2 separate regions of the Rattus norvegicus genome follow, and region 2 is linked to region 1. A link is a contact called in public Hi-C data. All regions are on one chromosome and are shown on one strand. The core of a region is the stretch at or near the end of the contact, and the rest is flanking DNA. Distances in the headings are between cores, read along the strand shown. Region 1 holds the start of Cryzl1 (crystallin zeta like 1). Region 2 holds the start of Atp5po (ATP synthase peripheral stalk subunit OSCP).

The links. A called contact is a pair of places that touch in the nucleus more often than the background predicts.
Region 2: a contact with region 1 is called in a Hi-C map of mammary epithelial cells, with 3 times the contacts expected there. The contact joins the promoter of Atp5po here to the promoter of Cryzl1 in region 1. A contact is called at or near these places in 9 of 12 Hi-C or Micro-C datasets (the A7r5 cell line, the Rat2 cell line, Schwann cells and 5 more) and 1 of 1 datasets of contacts at active chromatin or transcription factors (oligodendrocytes).

Annotation. Positions count from the first base shown.
Region 1 is chr11:44,461,548-44,466,314 of GRCr8, reverse strand. It overlaps Cryzl1 (crystallin zeta like 1), which reads left to right and starts at 2,522. Exons shown (of 13, transcript NM_001013044.1): 1 at 2,522-2,552. It overlaps Itsn1 (intersectin 1), which reads right to left and starts at 1,768. Exons shown (of 39, transcript NM_001136096.3): 1 at 1,536-1,768.
Region 2 is chr11:44,654,914-44,659,680 of GRCr8, reverse strand. Atp5po (ATP synthase peripheral stalk subunit OSCP) reads left to right here and starts at 2,198. Exons shown (of 7, transcript NM_138883.1): 1 at 2,198-2,237; 2 at 3,314-3,364; 3 at 4,744-4,767. The coding sequence starts at 2,202.

The DNA.
Region 1 (4,767 bases), core at 1,273-3,772:
CACATAGAAGTGTATGGAGTATCTATGCCCTGTCACCAAATCAGTGTCCTTCACTTCTTCATTTAAATCCTTTATAGTTTCCTGACTTCTTTACATGTCTCCTACAGAGAGATGCTGCTTTCTTATAAGTTCTTAGGTCATAAGGAAACTCACACACACATACAAAACATTTCAATCAAACTAGTTTTAAAAAAAAGTTAAGTAGCAAAAATGGTAACCATAATGGTTGTTGAACTGTCTGCACTTTTCACTGTAAACGTCTTCTAAAAATAAAAGTTTTATCCCAACAAACAGATACATCCCTCCAGTTAAGAGCATTTAAAGAAATGCCCTGCCAAGCAGCTGGCCTGTGGGCTCCTGGCCCTAGCTCCTGCCCTCACATCCTGTCCACCACATAATCCATGAGCAAGCCTTTCTCTTCATCAATTCATCGGGATTAGTAAACCGGCCTCCCTGAAAATAGAACTGATATTTTCCACAGGCATGTATTCCTATGCTTTCACTATCTATGCTATCAGACTCTTTCTTTATGCTCTATGTTTCTGACCACGAAGTACCAAATGAAATATACCAACAGATAAGCACAAAAGAACCGTATCTGGCCAGAGTCTGCATGCACTTACATTTCCAGGTTGGTTGTTTTCCGAATAGCAGCGGTGAGGGCAAAGCCGCAAACTTTCACATTCAAGATGCTACCGAATACCTCTACACCCTCAAACTGCAGCAAGAAGCCACTAATCTATTCCTTCAAAAGCAATGTCTGTAGTCTGATTCACAACAATAGATTGCTCATAGGCAAGAGGATCAGCGAAGTTGTCCTCCAAACCAAAGGGAAACAGAAGTGAAGGGAGGTCCAGCCAGCTCATCCTTGCTTTTCTTTTCTTTTTTCTGGGAATCCGGATTGCATTTCCTGGTCCCCCCCCCCCGCCCCCGCCCCCAAGAGGGACCGCAACTGTGCCCTGGGTCCATAGCAGACACCCAAGTCAGTGCGTGCGCACGGAGGGCGAAGCGGCCGACCAGGGGACGCGCGCCCGCTGCAAGGGGAGCCGCTTTCTGTTAAATGCCATCAGAGCCAGCCCCGGCCGCACCACTTCGGCCCGAACGGCATTGACCGCCCTTCACTTGACAGGGTATTCCAAGGAGGCGCCGGAGAAAAAGGATGAGCCGGGGACTCGAGGCCGGGGGCACCCGCGGGCGGCGCGATGCGTCTCCCGCGAGCTCGGGATCCCCGGGAGGCCGGGCCGGCCCCCCACCCTCCGGCGGCCGAGGGCAGAGGGGTCAGCGGTGGAAGGGACCGCCCGCCGCGATGCCCCCTCGGGAGCGCCGGCAGTGGCTGCGGACGCCCATTCACCGGAGCCCGTCCCGCGGCCGCCACCGCCGCGGCCCGCCCGCCCCGCCGCCCCCGGGAGGATGAGAAAGACCAGGCAGAGCGGCGACGGCGGCCGCGGGGACGCGCGCCCGGCCGCTGGACCCGACCCCGGGCGGCCATCGCCGACCCCCGCCCGCGCGCCAGGCCGCCCGCGTCAGCTCCTCACCTCATCTCCGGGCGGGTGCGCGCGGCCGCCCCTCACACAAATCAGTGCAGCCCGCACGCCGCGCGGAGGAACGCAGGGTCCGCAGCCGCGCACACCATCCCCGCCCGCCCGCTCGCCCGCCTGCCTCTCGGCCGTCCCGGAGCCCGCTCGGGATGCTCCCTCGCGAGCCTCCGTACTACGGAGCAACCAAGCTGCGCGCCCTCCCTGTGCCGCTCCACTCCTCTCGCCCTCCGCTCCTTCGCTCCCTCGCTCCCGCCTATCTCCTCATCTCCCTCCGCCGCCGCCCCTCCGCCCACAGCCAGCCCTCCGCTCCACCCATAGATGGGCGGGAATAACCGCCTGCCAATCGGACGGCCGAGACCACGCCTTCTCATTCGTTCGCATGACTCCGCCCACTGGGGAAAAAAGGACTAGCCACAGGAATTGGAGGTGTACAGAGTGGCAGCGAGATAAACCAATTAAGTGGTTCGGGAAGCACCCTTTTTCCTCCCAGTCCTTGTCTCGTCCCATGAAGGCATAACTAGAGGTTTCTGGTCTATGCGTACGGAGATTTTTGTTTCATGATTTGGCGCTTTGCTCTTTTCTATGCGCGACAGTAGCTAGCATACATTTAACTAAATTGAAGGTTTTGCAGAAAGAACGTGGGAACGAGAGGCGACAGAGACAAAGACTGAAGAAAGATGGTAGGGAGTACGGTTGGAATGAGGAAGGGTGTGGCCTTTTACTCTAATTTGCATAAAACGGAACCCATCTCGGCAACGCCCAACTTCTCCCAAGTATTGGTGGTCCCTGGGATGACTCGCCTCTCTACAGGGAGGAGCATGCTGGGAATTGTAGTTCCGGGTTCGGTTGCTATGGCGCTCGTCACAGCCTCCCCCAGATCGGTCATCCTGCGGTAGTGACGGGCAGTCCGACCAATGGCAGTACTGTTTGGACCTACGAAGGCGGGCTCTCTGCAGAAGGACTGGGAAGGTGGCGGCGGCGAAGGCGCTGGCGGTTGAGGTTGCTCCAAGCCAGGTGAGCCAGGGAAGAACGATATGTGTCTCGTGAAATGGGACTTTGGGCAAAAGATGGAGAAACGTCTGAAGGAGTTGTCTAACCTTGGGGAGATTGGTGCTTCGCATCACACGCCGACCTCAGAGCTGCTCCTGCTCTGGCCTAGCTTGGCTGAGGCCGCTGAGGGGCGGGTAATACTAGATTTGACGGACAGTTCCTGACACTGGCTAGGTTTGGATTGTGGGTCTTTGCTTCATCCTCCGCGTTTATGTAGACAAAGGTCTAGAATTGCCTTTCTCTCAGTTGAGTCCTCCCCACCCCAGCTTCTCCCTACCACTGTTTCTGATGCTGTCTCCGTTACTACTTCCCTTGTCACCCTTCTTACCCTTTTCTTGGCATTTCCAATAAGCGGTTTCCTAAAGCAAGCAAGGACGGGTGTTCACAGTAATGGGGCCTTGGGTCAGGAATTGCCTGCTTCATCCAGTAGTCCATACTTGAGCCATACTAAAGAATTATCCCAGGGTCATGAGGAGGCTCAGATACTGATTCTGGATTTGGGCCTGATGGTCTGCATTTGTTTTTTGTTTTTTGGGTTGTTTTTTTTTTTTTTAAGAATATTTTGAGTATGGGCATCTTAAACAAGCTCCCAAGTATAGGCAGTCCACAGTAGATGCTGAGTTTTGCATTGCCAATCCAGGAAAAATGTTCTAGGCACCTAGGTGCTTTTAGATTTCCTGGGAGCCACATTTGGACAGTGTAAAGAGACCACATGAAATTAATTTTTATGTTCCTTTTAAACCAGTTTCTCCACATATTATTTCAACCTTTAAAAGAATCAGATATTTAAATGAGACCGTGTGTTCTTTAAATACTAAGCCTTGCAGATCTGTTGTGCATTTTACCCTCACAGCATACCTTCATCCTAACTGCATACCACTCAAGCGCTTAGTAGCCACCTGTGGCTATTAGCCGCCGTACAAATCCAGATGATACAAGGGACCATTGCAGAAACTCAGCAATGTTATTCAGGTGACTGCCAGTGACCATCCCCTTGCCACTCTGTTACATGGGCTCGGAACTACTTTCAAGATACAAGACTGAGCTTACAAAAATACTAGGAAAGAGTAACATTTATTAGAAGCCAGCTTTCATAATGCATACTCAGTCCTTGTAGCACCCGGCATCCTATTGCGGGATCCTGTGTCTTGGGAGTTCTACATCTTAGACATCAGCCACTGCAGTGTGTAATGATTACTGACTTTTTCTAACTAATTGCATCCCTTCTTCTGTGTCAGCATGTAGAAGGAGATGAGACACTCATATTTGAAACATTATTCCCCATGTAAAATCAAGCTGCCCAAGCCTGGAGAGCTAGCTCAGGATAGGAGTACTTGTTTCTCTCCCAGAGGACCAGGGCCCATAGCCATACAACCACATGTGTAACTAGTTCCAGGGGGTCTGAAGCCCTCTTCTGGTCTCCAGGGGCACAGGGTACACAGGTGAAATGCAGACACATATGCAAACGAAACACCCATACATACACACTTTTTATAAGTTTTTGTAAATTACAATCGAGCTGCCTGGCCAGGCATGGTGGCACATGCCTTTAACCCTAATGCTTGAGATACAGGGGCAATCAGATCTCTATGAATTCAAGGCTATCCTGGTCTACAGAGCAAGTTCCAGGACTTTATAGAGAGACCCTGCCTCAAACAAAGATATTCGTGGTAAAATATTTGTTAATTTAAAATTCTCCACGCTGCTTAATTAAGAGGAAAGATGAATACCTGAAGGAGATTCCTGAGCCTCTGTACCAGCCTCCCTTGAGGAGGAGGCTGGGAAAGGCTTAAGAACTCATAAAATGATGGGCTCAGTGGTTAAAAGCACCAACTGCTCTTCCAGAAGTCCTGAGTTCATTTCCCAGCAACCACATGGTGGCTCACAACCATCTGTAATGGGATCCGATGCCCTCTTCTAGTGTGTCTGAGGACAGCTACGGTGTACTACTCATACACATAAAATAAATAATTCTTCAAAAAAAAAAAAAAACCTCATAAAATAAAATGGCTCACTCTGAGATGACAAGTGTATTCCCCCTAGTGGTGTAGGCCTGGAATCCCACCCAGTAGATTGGCAGTTAAGGGCCAGCCTAGACAACTTAGTGAGACTGCCTCAAAGTAGTGAAAAAGAAGGAAGGGCCACAGACATGGTATTTCCCAGTTGTATTTGTGGCAAA
Region 2 (4,767 bases), core at 949-3,448, 190 kb before region 1:
TCATCCCAGAGGGGAGTCAACAGAACAGGACGGTAGTAACTGAAGCAAACATGCACTGCTTACTTACTGGCTTGCTCTCCATGGCTTGCTCAGTCTGCTTTCACATACAACGCAGGGTCCACCTGCCCTTGCCACCTGCCATTGGTATACTGCCACCAGTAGGCTGGGCCCTCCCACATCAATCATTAATCAAGAAAGTAGTCCGCAGACTTGCCTACAAGCCAATCTGGGAGAAGCAGTGTCTCGATTGAAGTCTGTGTCTAATTGACAGGCGCATCTCTACTTTGTGTCAAGTTGACACAAACTAACCAGTACAGCCTGTGAAGGCAAACAGGTTGATTCTGTTTTGATACCTTATTGAATCTTGGGATATAAAACATCTGTCTACACTCGAGTAGTTCAATCAGATGTGCTCAGTGCTGAATACACTTTTCCTTAGGCTTATTTAAAGTATTTTGCAGCAATCAAGCAAATCAGAAGTATCCACACTCAACTAGCCAGAGTGTAAGCTGGAGAGAAGTAACTTCACTTCCTGTGCCCATGTGCTCCTGCTCATGTGCCAATCTGTTCAACTTTTAAATTCTACTTTTTAAATAATCCAAAATATTTTTTAAAGTATATCTAAAGATACCCAGATATGTAGGATTTTTTAAATGAACAAAATAATATAAACCACGCAAATTCTGTTGAAAAGTCGTAGAATGGTTAAGTCATAGAATCAACATGGATGTTACTCTGCAGCTGTGCACGTTTATAAAAATGCCATAACTTAGACATTTGCTCATACAAAATGTATTCCTGAGGTTGGAGAGACAGCTCAGCAGTTAAGGACACTGGCTGCTCCTGTGAAGGACCTGTGCTCAGTTCCAAAAACGTCCCCTGGCACCTCACAACCATCTCTAACTGCAGCTCCAAGGGACACAAAGTCCTTTTCTGGACTCTCAAGCAACAGGCACACATGGTGCACATAAATACATGAAGGAAAACACGCATACACATAAAACCATTTTTAAAGGAATGTATTTGCAACCCATATAATTTTCTATCCATCTTCCCTCATATTAAGGTAAAAAGCAAAATTATATATTTTGCTAAATTATATATATCTGCATGTATAAAAAGCACAAACACAAAATAAAGAACTGTCAACTGCTCTATGCACCCAAAATATGTTAATTTTCCCAACACAGTGTAAGGCAATGGTCTACAATACTATGAATAACGATTTTATAGCTCAGAAAACTGAGGCACAGGGAAATTGTGTGCTTAGAGGCCGAGGTCACAAAACTCTAAAGATTCAAGCCTGGGCAGTCTGCCGACTAAAAATATTTGGGTAAACAATTCCCAACTGTGTTAACAGCACAAGACTCAGGGTGGTTGAAAAGAAGGGGGTGTATTCTCCTACTTTTCTCCTGATGACAGTGATGGTGATGATGATGATGATTATACATAGGCATACATACATATATATTAAAAATGACCAATCAACTAAAATGTATTCCTATACTACATCTAAGCAGAGGGGGGTTTTTGTTTTGTTTTGTTTTTTTCTTTTAAATTTAGCACAGAACACCGCGTTACAACCGGGAACCTTGTCGTCGGATGTTGACCTTTTTTTTTTAATTGCGGAAAAGAGTGTGTGTGTTGAAAATGAATATAGAAAAACCGGCCAAGGTGTGCTGGGTTTTTAACTTTCTACATCATCTTTGATTAAACCCTGATTCTAGTTCTGGATTAACTCTGTCCTGAAATGCACACAGAGTCAAAATCTAACAAGTCAGGGCTATGATAAGACTGAGAAGGAAAGGGAAAACTATCAGGCCAGAAGAGCCAAGCAAGACGTTATCCCCTGGGAGATTCGCTTGTGGTTTTTTTGTTTTAAGTAAAGCCTGAAGCATTGTCACAGAACCACACTTTGACAGGTTCTAGACATGGCAGAGATGTTGACGATGCATATGCAAAGAATCTAAATGTAAACCTAGTTTCAGATTTAATTTTCCGATCTTGTTCGGGTTCAAGAGTCTAGCGGGACCACGGCACCTATGGACTACAACTCCCAGCGTGCAAGAGGTTCTTACCCACACGCCCCGGCTCCTGGTGCGTTCATTTCCCAGAAAACCGAGCGATCACGCCGACGCGCGCATGCGCTCTGGCATCACTAGTCTCTTACTTGGGTTTGACCTACAGCTGCCCGGGAAAAGATGGCCGCACCAGCAACATCCGTGCTGTCCCGACAGGTAGAAGCTGACGGGAGGGTCCCTCCTGGGGTTCCCGGTCCCCGACTCCCAGCGCTGCGTGTGAGGCTGTGGCTGAGGGGTCAAGCCGCCCACCAGGGTCGTGGGGCCCGGCCATTTCAGGAAGCGTGGGGCTGATTCGCGTTTTTTCCCCCGTGGGGAGTGGGCACGAATTGCGCTATCTTGACCTTGACATCCAAGAGTCGATGCATAGCTGAGCAGCTGGCAAAAGCATGGGAGAGAGAATTGGGGAAAGCACACGTCTAGCCTTGTTCGTAAACCTGCCAGGGCTAGCTGCTGCTTGGCAGTATTGAGTGTTCGTAAAGCGCATTCCATGTGTTTATAAAGAAGGAAGAAAGGGTTAAACCTCTTCTTTGGCTGGCAGCCAGTAAGTGGTGAGATTGCAACGGGCCAAGTCCAGCAGAAACTGGAATTGGGTGGATCATCTGCCCTGATGATTTTAATTTGTACTTAATTCATAATTTTTATCAAGGCCTGAGAAAGCTTTTTAACCCTCATAGCCAGTTCTAGTCGAGTACACCCTAGAGATGGGAGTATAGACAGTGACCTGTGCCCTTGAGAGGTGCTTTTTAAATGGCATTCCAGGCTTCTCCAGTGACAGACTCAGTGCCTGGTGCTATATGAAAAGATCTTTGGTGTTTGATATCACTTCAATTCCTTAGCACATAGGTTTACTCGAATCAAGGCTGGCCTCCTCTTATGTTCATTAAAGTTTTTCCCAAAGGTGATAGAAATATAAATCCTCCACTTTGCTAAAGCATTTTCCTCAAATGTGATAAAGCTCTTGACTTTTTTTTTTTTTTTTTTAAATTCAATTTTGAGAAGCTAGCATTTTCTTTCTCAACTACCCAGGGAGGAAGGCAGTTGAAAGACAGTTTCTGAAGCAGTTTGGGGTGACTCTCAATAGGGAATGTATAGGTAATAAGGAGCAGTTCCCAGTCATGTAAGCTTTGTGACGATAATGTAAAAGAATTATGCAGCTCTTTGATTGGAATATTTTAACCTATTGCTAAGCTAATGCAGAAACCCTGTCTCATCTATTTTCTTCTGTTCTAAAGGTGCGGAGTTTCAGCACATCTGTGGTCAGGCCCTTTTCGAAGCTTGTAAGGGTATGTCAGCTTGCATTTGTCTGTGGGGGGGGGGTGGTTGGAAAGCAGTGAGGGAGTGAGTTGAACAGAAACACCGTGAAGTGTGTGTGCGATTACTAAACTTGGTCTGCAAGGATAGCAGTTCTCAAACGACTGCCTGGGATGCAGGGGATGCTGTCAGGTGCCTGTCACATAGGGTGGGCTCAACCCTAGTCTTTAATGTTCTAAAATGTACTTGTTTGGGCCAGCAAGAGGGCTCAGTCGGTAAAGGCTGGTGATGACAACACACACACAGGGTATGTATAAAAGAATCTTAAATTGTTTTTTCTAGTATTCCTCCATAGACAAGCTAGCCTTTCCTTCTCTTTTTATGAAGGAGCTATTTGTAACAAAAGAAAGTAAAGTACCCAGATTCTAACATAGTCGATACTCTGTGTTGCCTCTTGACTCTGGCAGCAGTGAGGTATGCCTGCAGTCTGCACCTTTTTTCCCTCAAGTAGAGTCAACACTGACAGGTACTGTTCCAGGCACCAACAACAGTCTGACTGAGCATTGCAGAGGTCTGCTGGCCTCTTTCTTTTTTTTCTTTTTTTTTTTTTTTTTCTTTTTTTTTTTCGGAGCTGGGGACCGAACCCAGGGCCAAGCGCTCTACCACTGAGCTAAATCCCCAACACCCCTTTTCTTTTTAAACCAGGAGTCTGACTGACCCCCATGCAGGCAGCTCCACCCTCTTACGGAATTCGGATTGGAGTGTGGCTGTGTGTGCATTTGTTTTGTAATCCTTTATTACTCGTTCATGCATGGCAGAATGTAAGGATACTCTGGGCTGCCGTGTGCTCTCTGACACCTGGGTCAGTCACTGCACTCACACTCTCCTCAGGACTAGCAAGGCAGAATGCTCTGGGGCACGTGAGATGGGACTAACAGCAGTACACACTACACTTCCTAACACCACCAAATCCCTTCATCCTCTGTGGGTGGAGCCATTTTATCCCTCCCGAGAACTTCATAAAACACCATTACCATGATGGGGACGCACGCCTGCACTTCTTACACGCTGTCCCCCTCCGCTTACCTTCACAACTGCCTGCCATGGTACTAAGTAAACTCCTGTGCTTAAGGACAGCACTGTCACTGGGGTCATGAGGTCAAAGAAAGCAAAAGCTTGCCATAACAGTTGCAGGCAGGGAGGCTGGGAGGGACACGGGACACTGCCTTCCCTGCCCCTCCAAAGTTAGGGCAGGTCCTGGCCAGGGAGTCATCCCTGGTTTGTGAATTCTCACTTAGGCTGCCCCTTGGTGAAGTATTTAAATGGTGTGGCAGTGGGAACGTGGTCTTAGCTTAGGAGTGATTCTGTTCCTGGCTTAGCTACCTCACTCCCCTCCTCCTCTTGTCTCCAGCCCCCTGTCCAGGTCTACGGCATC